Regions from separate parts of the Mus musculus genome. Here region 2 is linked to region 1. A link is a contact called in public Hi-C data. All regions are on one chromosome and are shown on one strand. The core of a region is the stretch at or near the end of the contact, and the rest is flanking DNA. Distances in the headings are between cores, read along the strand shown.

Region 1 (3,990 bases), core at 464-2,963:
GCAGAGGCAGAGGCAGAGGCAGAGGCAGAGGCAGAGGCAGAGGCAGAGGCAAAGATGCTTGAGCCAGGCAGGAGTTTGAGGGCAGCCTGGGTGATACAGTGAAACTCCATTTAAAAAAAATGTGTGTGTGTGTATATATATATATATATATGTATATACATATATATATGAGAAAAAGGATGAAAGTAGGCATTTTTTTTTTTTTTAAATTCAACTTAGGCAGGCAGATTTCTTTGAGTCTGAGGCCAGCCTGGTCTACAAACTGAGTCTAGGATAGTCAGGGCTACACAGAGAAACCCTGTCTTGAAAACCAAACCAAACCAAACCAAACCAAAACAGAGGTAAAACAAAAACCAATTTAGGAAGCCAGGCAGTGGTGGCAGCACACGTTTTTAATCCCAGCACTTGGGAGGCAGAGGTAGAGAGGGCCTTTGAATTCCAGGCCAGCCTGCTCTACAGAGTGGGTTCTATGACATCCAGGGCTACATAGAGAATCCTTGTCTCCAAAACCCAAATCAAACCAAACCCAAAGTTCAATGTAGAGCCTGGAGAGACAGCTGAAGTAAGAGCACCCACATCCGGCAGCTTTCCACCTGTAACTCCACCTCCAGGCCTCTGACGCCATCTTCTGGGCCCCTTGGGCACTGCAGTCACATGAGCAACCCCCCCCCCCTCACATACCATGTGTACAGTTAAATTTTTGTTTGTTTGTTTGTTTGTTTGTTTGTTTGTTTTTGAGACAGGGTTTCTCTGTGTAGCCCTGGCTATCCTGGAACTCACTCTGTAGACCAGGCTGGCCTCGAACTCAGAAATTCTCCTGCCTCTGCCTCCCAAGTGCTGGGATTAAAGGTGTGCACCACCACTGCCTGGCAGTTAAAAAATCTTTAAACCTTATTTTCTGTGGCAGGGTTCAACTCGCTATGTAGCTGAGACTGACCTTGAACCCCTGACCCCTCTGCCTCCACTTGCCACACACTGGAACTGCAGGTGGCAATTTAAGCTCTTATGTATCAGTTTAAAAATTAAGACACTTGAAAATGAAATCAGGTGTTTATGCGCCCCACTATTTTTCTAATAAAACAACTGACTTCAAAGAGTTCAATTTTTATTGTAAGAAGAGTGATTTCCTAATGTCATTCATCTGAACAGAACAGGTGACAGCATTTCACAATTGGAAGCTATCAGGACCTTGACCCTAACCCTAACTTTAGAGTCCAGATGTCAGGGCTAAAGGTTACCCTTCTCCACTTTAAACTTCAGGGTAGGTTCAGTAATTCATTAGTGTTTGTTTTTTTTTTTTTTTTCTTAAACATCTACAGCATATTGGCTAATGTGAGTTCTTCTTTCTTTGAGTACAACTTGCTGTGAAGACATCATCTGCCCCTCCTCCCACAGGATTGAGGGTCGGAAATGCAGGTGATTATCAGAGCTGCCTTTGATACCAACATCCTTCTTTGCTGGGAGCCCTTTGAACTGACTTTGATATGCGGTAATTAAGAGGGATTCCCGCCTGGAGGAACAGCCTCTGTGGCCTCTGGTCTCTTCCACTGAGTCCTTGTTTTGAACTATTGATCAAAGATTTGAAGGGATCTGTTGTAGCCTGTGTGGGGTAAAAAGGAAGGAAACAGTGGGCTGGGAGGGAGAAGAGGGGCCACGTCTGGTTATAAATAGTTTCGGAAGAGTATGCTGGTCAGACCTGGCCTGTCTCATTTAACACACCTTCCTTGGGCAGAGTCTCTCTTTCAGAAAAGGCCTCTGTGGGCGACTTGCAGATTGTACCTAGGGCCACTCAGCAGCGCAGCCTTCGAAGACTCAAGGGGTACTGGAGCTCCGAGAGACCAGAGTGACTGAGGATGGTACTGGTGACCTTGCTTGGACTCAGCTGGTTTTGTTCACCCCTGGCAGCCCTGGTTCTGGACTTTAACAACATCAAGAGCTCCGCGGATGTGCAAGGCGCGGGGAAGGTAAGTGTGGCTAGATCACTGAGACCATCCGCAAAGATAGCACTGTATCAGCCGGGCAGGGCGCCCTCACCTCTAAGTGAAGTTATGTCTGACTGCATGTGTGCACATAAAATTCAGTTCTCTTACCGTTTACTATTAAAAGAGCACATACTCTAATCCCATCCCTCAGGATGCTGAATTAAGGAGCTGTCAGTGAGTCAGAAGACAACCTGACTGCAGATTAAAAAATCTCTTTAAAAGGCATGCAAAACAAAAGGTTTTCTGGTCAGGGCTCTACATTTATTAACAAATTAGTACCAAATGAAAGCGGTACATGTGCTAGGCCTTTGTGCTCAGCTGTCTTCCTTACAAGTCGAGATAGGCATAAATTTCTATCTAGCAATGATGAAGATAGGAATTTGGACTACACAGCAGATGTGTAGGAGTTAGGACTTGAACACATTAGGACATGACCCAGCACTGTAACCGTCTACGGCACGGGAATTGTATAAGGGGTCATTATCATCTATGGATACTATACATTACACTACACTATTCTCTGTAGTGCGTACACAGTATAGATGATAAAAGGCCAGTTGGGGAGCAGGGGATGGAGTGACAATGGAACTTATAATTGTCACCTGAAAGACACACATGAAGAACTTTGGTTTTACACGAAGAGCGTAGGAATATTAAATTTCGAGCTTTGAAGTAAAATTGGGGCTGGGGCATGGTTCATAACTGATTAAAGACTAACCCCAGACACAAGTTCCAGAATAGCCAAGATCTTCTCACAGGTAGCTTGATGCACTCTTTTCAGGAGAAAACCAATTATGCTGAAAAATTAACATGGTGCCTAAAGTTGGCCCTGGCAATCCCACTGTCATTAGAGTTTGGCCTCCCAACCCCTGCCGTGGATAAAGACCTCTTAGGTGTCGTGAATTCCTCAGCCTGTAACAAGTTTCCTTCTACAGGGCTCGCTGTGTGCATCAGACAGGGACTGCAGCGAAGGGAAATTCTGCTTAGCGTTTCACGATGAACGGTCCTTCTGTGCCACGTGCCGTAGAGTTCGCAGGAGGTGTCAGAGGAGCGCCGTGTGCTGCCCAGGAACGGTCTGTGTGAATGGTGAGAAACCTTGGGCTCCAAGCCTCCAGGGCTGCAATCTGATGGCACCAGTGGAGTGAGTCACTCAGAGCAGCACTGACCATGGGGGCCAGGCTAGGATGTTTGGGATCTGGATGAAGTAAATTTGTGTAGCTGTCTTTTTTTTTTTTTTTTTTTTTTTTTTGGTGAAGCAAAATCATTTATAACCTGGCAACACCCTTGACCAGTGACATAGATAGAATGATTTTTAAAGGGCAGATTCAAGGTGGACTGGCTTGGATCTTTCCACATGGACTGAGATTTTTATTAATCAATTATTTCTGGAATATATTATAAAATGGGACAAAGAAGTGCTGCCAGATTCTTGGGCACTACAGTAATGGCACACCCATTCTTGTCCCTCAGAGTCACTAACACTACCGGTTGTCCCCCAGATGTTTGCACTGCAGTGGAAGACACAAGGCCAGTGATGGACAGAAACACTGACGGCCAAGACGGCGCCTATGCAGAAGGAACCACTAAATGGCCAGCAGAGGAAAACAGACCTCAGGGGAAGCCCAGTACGAAGAAATCACAAAGCAGTAAGGGTAAGAGCATCATTCTGAGAGCATATGTTATTTTAAAAACAATTTTCTCCCTCCCAGCCCTTTAGGCTGAGACTAACTTCCCTCACCCCATGTCTGTGAGCTCTTGGAGCAACTCATGGGGCTCCACTGGGCAGGACAGGGCGAGACCCTAGTGTTGACAGCTTAGGAAGAGAACCTTCCAACCCAGGGCTTTCCCTGCGCTGGGATTTAACAAATGCCGCTTTCCTTTTCTATAGTCTCAGCATAAAAGCCCATTAAAGTAGATGTATCCATCCACTCCAAACCTGTTCAAAATACAAGCAGGTCTCTGCAGTTCTGGCTGCCCTGGAGCTCAGAGGTCCGTCAGCCTCTGCTGG
Region 2 (4,511 bases), core at 702-3,201, 160 kb after region 1:
ACTGAGCCTCAAGTCTCAGTCTCTCTCTCTCTCTTTCTCTCTCTCTCTCTCTCTCTCTCTCTCTCTCTCTCTCTCTCTCTCTCTCTCTGAATCAAATACTTTGAGGGCTGCAGTCACCAAAGTACAAATAGCAATAGAAATCTTCCAAATAGTCTGCCACGCGTACAAACCACTGACCTATGCTCTTCCACAGGGTGACTCGGGAGGCCCTCTGGTGTGCATGATCAATAAACAGATGACATTGACTGGCATTATCAGCTGGGGCCTCGGCTGTGGGCAGAAGGATGTGCCTGGGGTCTACACAAAGGTTACGAATTACCTAGACTGGATTCACGACAACATGAAGCAATGACAAAGAAAGCCCAGCTCCTTCAATCCAGAGGAGGACCTGCCTTCCTCTTCCTCTTCTACAGAAGATGCGCCTAAAAGGCCAAGCATTCTTTACACCATCATCTTCGTGAGCTGCCACTCGGGAGAGGGGAGGGGGGTCTTTGGGAGCAGATGTAGCATTTACCTGTGACAGGTACTTCACAACTTGTAAGTTTTAAGGATGAAGGTCTGGCTTTAGAATAAATCCTGTCAGATGAGATGACAGGGAGATGCCAACCTTCCTATAACTCTAGGATTTTAAAAAGAGAGGTAGACCAAAGTCTGCCCTCCTGGTCCACTATGTTGTACACTGAACCACAAGATCATGTCTCAACAGCAAAAAAATACAACTTGATCTTTCAGGAGTGAAAGTTTGCACTGGGGACAAGAATGTGTTTTTATAGTTACACAGGGGGCCCCACAGGGCCTCCACGAGAAGGAAGGGGTATCTGGCCGAATCACAGCACCATAAAATCCTTGAGATCATGCACTCCCCATCCCTCCACACTCCTCAACTCTTGGGACATATCCCTTTGTATACAGTGTAAATGTCTTTTTCTTTATAAACTCTATAGATGGTTGGGAGAACTGTATGATTTTAATAATTGATGAATAACACTAGTATATTTATATTTTAATCTATTTTAGTTTTTACTTTGTTACTATAACTTTGTATTATACTGTACTTAAATAATAAATTCAGAGGTATTTTTCACACTTTTCCACTGGTGCATATCCATGGCTTATTTGTGTTCACATTTCTTTTCTTTTCTCTTTTTGAATCAATTGAAAGATTTCCTTTTATTCAGTCAATGTGTGGAAATTTTCACCCCCAAGGCAATATTCTGGGTGCCACCCAATAGAAATAGAATGGGGGAGGGAGCTGGAGAGGTGGCTAAATGGTTAAGAGCACTGACTACTATTCCAGAGGACCTGGGTTTAATTCCCAGCAACCGTATGGCAGCTCACAACTGTCTGTAACTTCAGTTGTAGGGGATCCGACACCCTCACACAGACATACACGCAGTCAAAACACAATGTACATAAAATACAAGTAAATACATTTTTTAAGAAGAAATAGGGCAGGGAGAGTTGACATGGAACTTAAGTGAACTTTAAAAAAAAGTCTTTTGAAATATTTATTGTATGTGGGGGGGCAGTTATATTGCATATGTGGAAGTCACGGGGTATGTGGCAGAGTCTGTTCTTTGCATTCACCGTGCGGATCCTGGGGCTTCGACTCAGGAGTGGGCATCTCTACTCACTGAGCCATCTTGCTGGCACAAAGCTACAACCTGCCATCATGGGACTGAGGGTTGAACTGAGGGCCTTGTATGTACTCTACCACTGAGCTGCAGCCCCCCCCCCCGCCCTATCCCCCCTCCCCCATCTGATAAGAACTCTCGATCAGGACTGCAGACTAGAAACCAGGAACCCTGGAGACCAAATAACTGTTTTGTTCCAGGAGGTGATAAACTGAAGATACATCTGGAAAAATCAACCACACTATGACCACAGTCTGAGCAGACAGCTGTGTTAGTCTGTGGACAGTAACTACGGCAACACCGAGGAAGAAAACCCTTACTGACAGCAACGGCTCAACCAGAGATGGTTCAGTCAGACTACACGTTACTGTCTTGGTTGCTTTCTCCCCCCCCCATCCCCCACCCCCATTCTGCTTTGGTTTTCTACTCCCCAGGAACAATTAGCTTGCAAGCCAATGCACACAAATGTGCTGCTTCAGCCCTGCCTCTCCAGCATCCCCTTTCTTTAGTGTGTGTGACGTGGGTGTCGGCAGGTGTGTACGCACGGGAGTGCGGGTGTTCAAGTCAGAGGAGACCTCTCAGAAGCCGTTTCTCCCCTTCTGCCACAGGTTGGAGCATCACACTTTAGGCCTGTGTGGTATGCACTCTGTGGCTCATCTCTCTCTGGCCCCTGCACACTGTCTTCCCAATCATGGGACACAACCTCTGTCCCAGCTTTCTTCACCACATCTTCGTTCCAAGAGTCTATCTCATGATGTAATGCTTGCTTTTGGGTGTGGCTAATTAATTTCTTATTTTGGAAGAGAAAGAAAAGTCTTATCTCTCTAGAATTTATTGGTACTGCCCTGTTAGAGGCTCTTGGGAGAAAAGTAGTTTAAACTCACAAAAGACATTTGCTAAAGGCCAGGGACTTGATGGGGGAGGTGTCAGGTGATTTCCCGAAATCTCTGAAGTACCCAGACCAGTTCCACCCATTGGAGTCAGAGACTAAGTCATAGATTTCTTGACTTCACATGAGTCGGCCTTCATGCTCTGATCTAAGATTTTAGACAGAGGTGCATCTCAGTTCATTTCTGGAAAAGAACGCTTGAGATAGCAGGAAGCAAGGCTCTCCCAGGCCCTCGGGTGGAAGCTGGCTTCCTCCCTCCCCCACTGGAAAAGACTTTCTTCAGACACTAGGATTACTGAGACTGAAACCGAAGCTGAAAAGCCTCCTGGGATGGGAATACAAAGTCAAAAGGCCCCAACATTCCTGAGGGGAGTCCTGGAAACCATACACAGATGAAGACAATTGCTCATTCTTGCAGGGAAGTGTCCAACTGGACGGTCATATGAATCATATTAAAGGGTCAGGCGAGCTCATCCCTGCCCAGAGTTGGTTAGGAAATGCAGGGTGCGAAGTCTGGAATTCACCAGAAGGGGACCAGTCAAGGGGAAGTCAATGCTACCTCATTATTCCTGGTTGGTAATACAAGAGGATAGCAGACCCAAAGAGCAACTATGATCCCAGATAACTGCATGGTGGGTTTTGGTTGTCAGAGACCAGAGGAGCACAGAGCCCAGGTCTGTGCATGGCAAGGTCTAATAGACTTCAATTCCGTATACAAAAGCTGAGCACACAATCTTTAGTGTTTCAGATCCCTTGGGCTTCTCATCAAGTCCCTTTTTAAAGCCATTAACAATCACAACCAGTTTTGATGGCACCTAGTCACCACCTACTGGCATAGAAGAAAATATAAGTTGATGACGTTTCCTGCTCCCAGGCCCAATCCCTCTAAAACAAGACCGAGGGAAGGGATACAGCAGTCAGCCCTGATCTGTACAGAACCCATTCCAAGATCCCAGTGGGAGTTTTGTTTTTTGCATATGTTTTTTTAAGTGCTTTACAATTTCAGTTACAAGTATTGTCCTTACTGAGGCATTCACGTGGGATTTTTGTTCTTATTGGGAACTTTGAATTTCTCATTGAGAGGAAGCATTTTCTTTCAGTCTTCTTATTTTTTCACTGGCCTATCCAACCCCCCCCCGAACCCCCCCCCCCCCGCATTTACTTGTGAAGTAGGGCTACTAAATAAAATAGCGGTTACCTGAGCACAAAGAGACCAGATACTATGGCCATTGTTAAGAGTGGAGACTGGCCGGTCCTTAGTGGCCAGCGAGACCAGGGGCAAGGTGTGATCTGTGTCCAGGGAAAGATGGGGCCTGCCAGGGTGGGATGGCAAGTCAGTGAAAGACTTCATCACGCTGCTCAGAATAATACACAACCTGAAAGGTTGCCCTTTCCTGGGGTTTTCCATTTAATATTTGCAAAGTTGCTAGGGAAAAGGGAGGGCACTGTACTAGAGACATGTGTGAGAAGTGGGCAAAAAAACCCAAATAAACCAACCTGGATCCATGAGTGAAGCCACTTACAGCCAAACCTGATGACTTGAGTCCTCTGGAGTCACATAAAGGAAACAGAGAAGTGACACCCACCCTACCCCCACAGGCTGTCCTTTCATTTCATCATGAAGGCTGTGGTATATAGAACCTGTCTCCCAATAGAGACATACATATGTAGTGTCTAAGAGAAACAGAAACTGAACTTTAAAAAAAAATGTTCAATGGTGTTTTGGCTGTGTGAAGCAGTTGCAGTCTCTGGAACTGGAGTTACAGATGTGAGCTTCCACGTGGGTGCTGGGAATTGAACCCTGATCCTCTGGGAGAACAGCCAGTGCTCTTTACCTCTGAGCCATCTCTCCAGCCCCAAAACTGAGCTCTTAACAAGCACAACACACTTCCAGGTAGTGAACAGACATCTGTTGGGGTGCACCGTGTGAAAGCTGACTCTGTATATACAATTGCTGATCACTGTACCAGCTGAGAGCTGGCCTGACT

What was found. Hi-C and Micro-C count contacts between places; a contact is called where the count stands out from the background.
Region 2: a Hi-C map of regulatory T cells shows a contact between it and region 1, with 2.9 times the contacts expected there. The contact joins the enhancer-like site here to the promoter of Dkk4 in region 1. A contact is called at or near these places in 9 of 39 promoter capture datasets (the 3T3-L1 cell line, the C10 cell line, embryonic stem cells and 4 more), 1 of 15 datasets of contacts at CTCF or cohesin (pro-B cells), 10 of 484 Hi-C or Micro-C datasets (the G1E-ER4 cell line, the HL-1 cell line, the N1E-115 cell line and 5 more), 3 of 115 datasets of contacts at active chromatin or transcription factors (embryonic fibroblasts, embryonic stem cells and large pre-B cells) and 2 of 9 other capture datasets (liver and macrophages).

Annotation. Positions count from the first base shown.
Region 1 is chr8:22,622,330-22,626,319 of GRCm38.p6, forward strand. It overlaps Dkk4 (dickkopf WNT signaling pathway inhibitor 4), which reads left to right and starts at 1,714. Exons shown (of 4, transcript NM_145592.2): 1 at 1,714-1,964; 2 at 2,918-3,068; 3 at 3,482-3,634. The coding sequence starts at 1,854.
Region 2 is chr8:22,781,755-22,786,265 of GRCm38.p6, forward strand. Plat (plasminogen activator, tissue) reads left to right here. Exons shown (of 14, transcript NM_008872.3): 14 at 194-1,094. The coding sequence ends at 352. Among named protein-coding and RNA genes, the nearest start is that of Ap3m2, 22 kb to the right of the region's middle. Within about 2 kb of position 1,952, at least 103 of the 459 cell types and tissues checked have an H3K27ac peak or open chromatin away from gene starts, as enhancers often do. A contact at or near this core is called in bone marrow-derived dendritic cells, embryonic fibroblasts, regulatory T cells and 1 more, where this site is marked.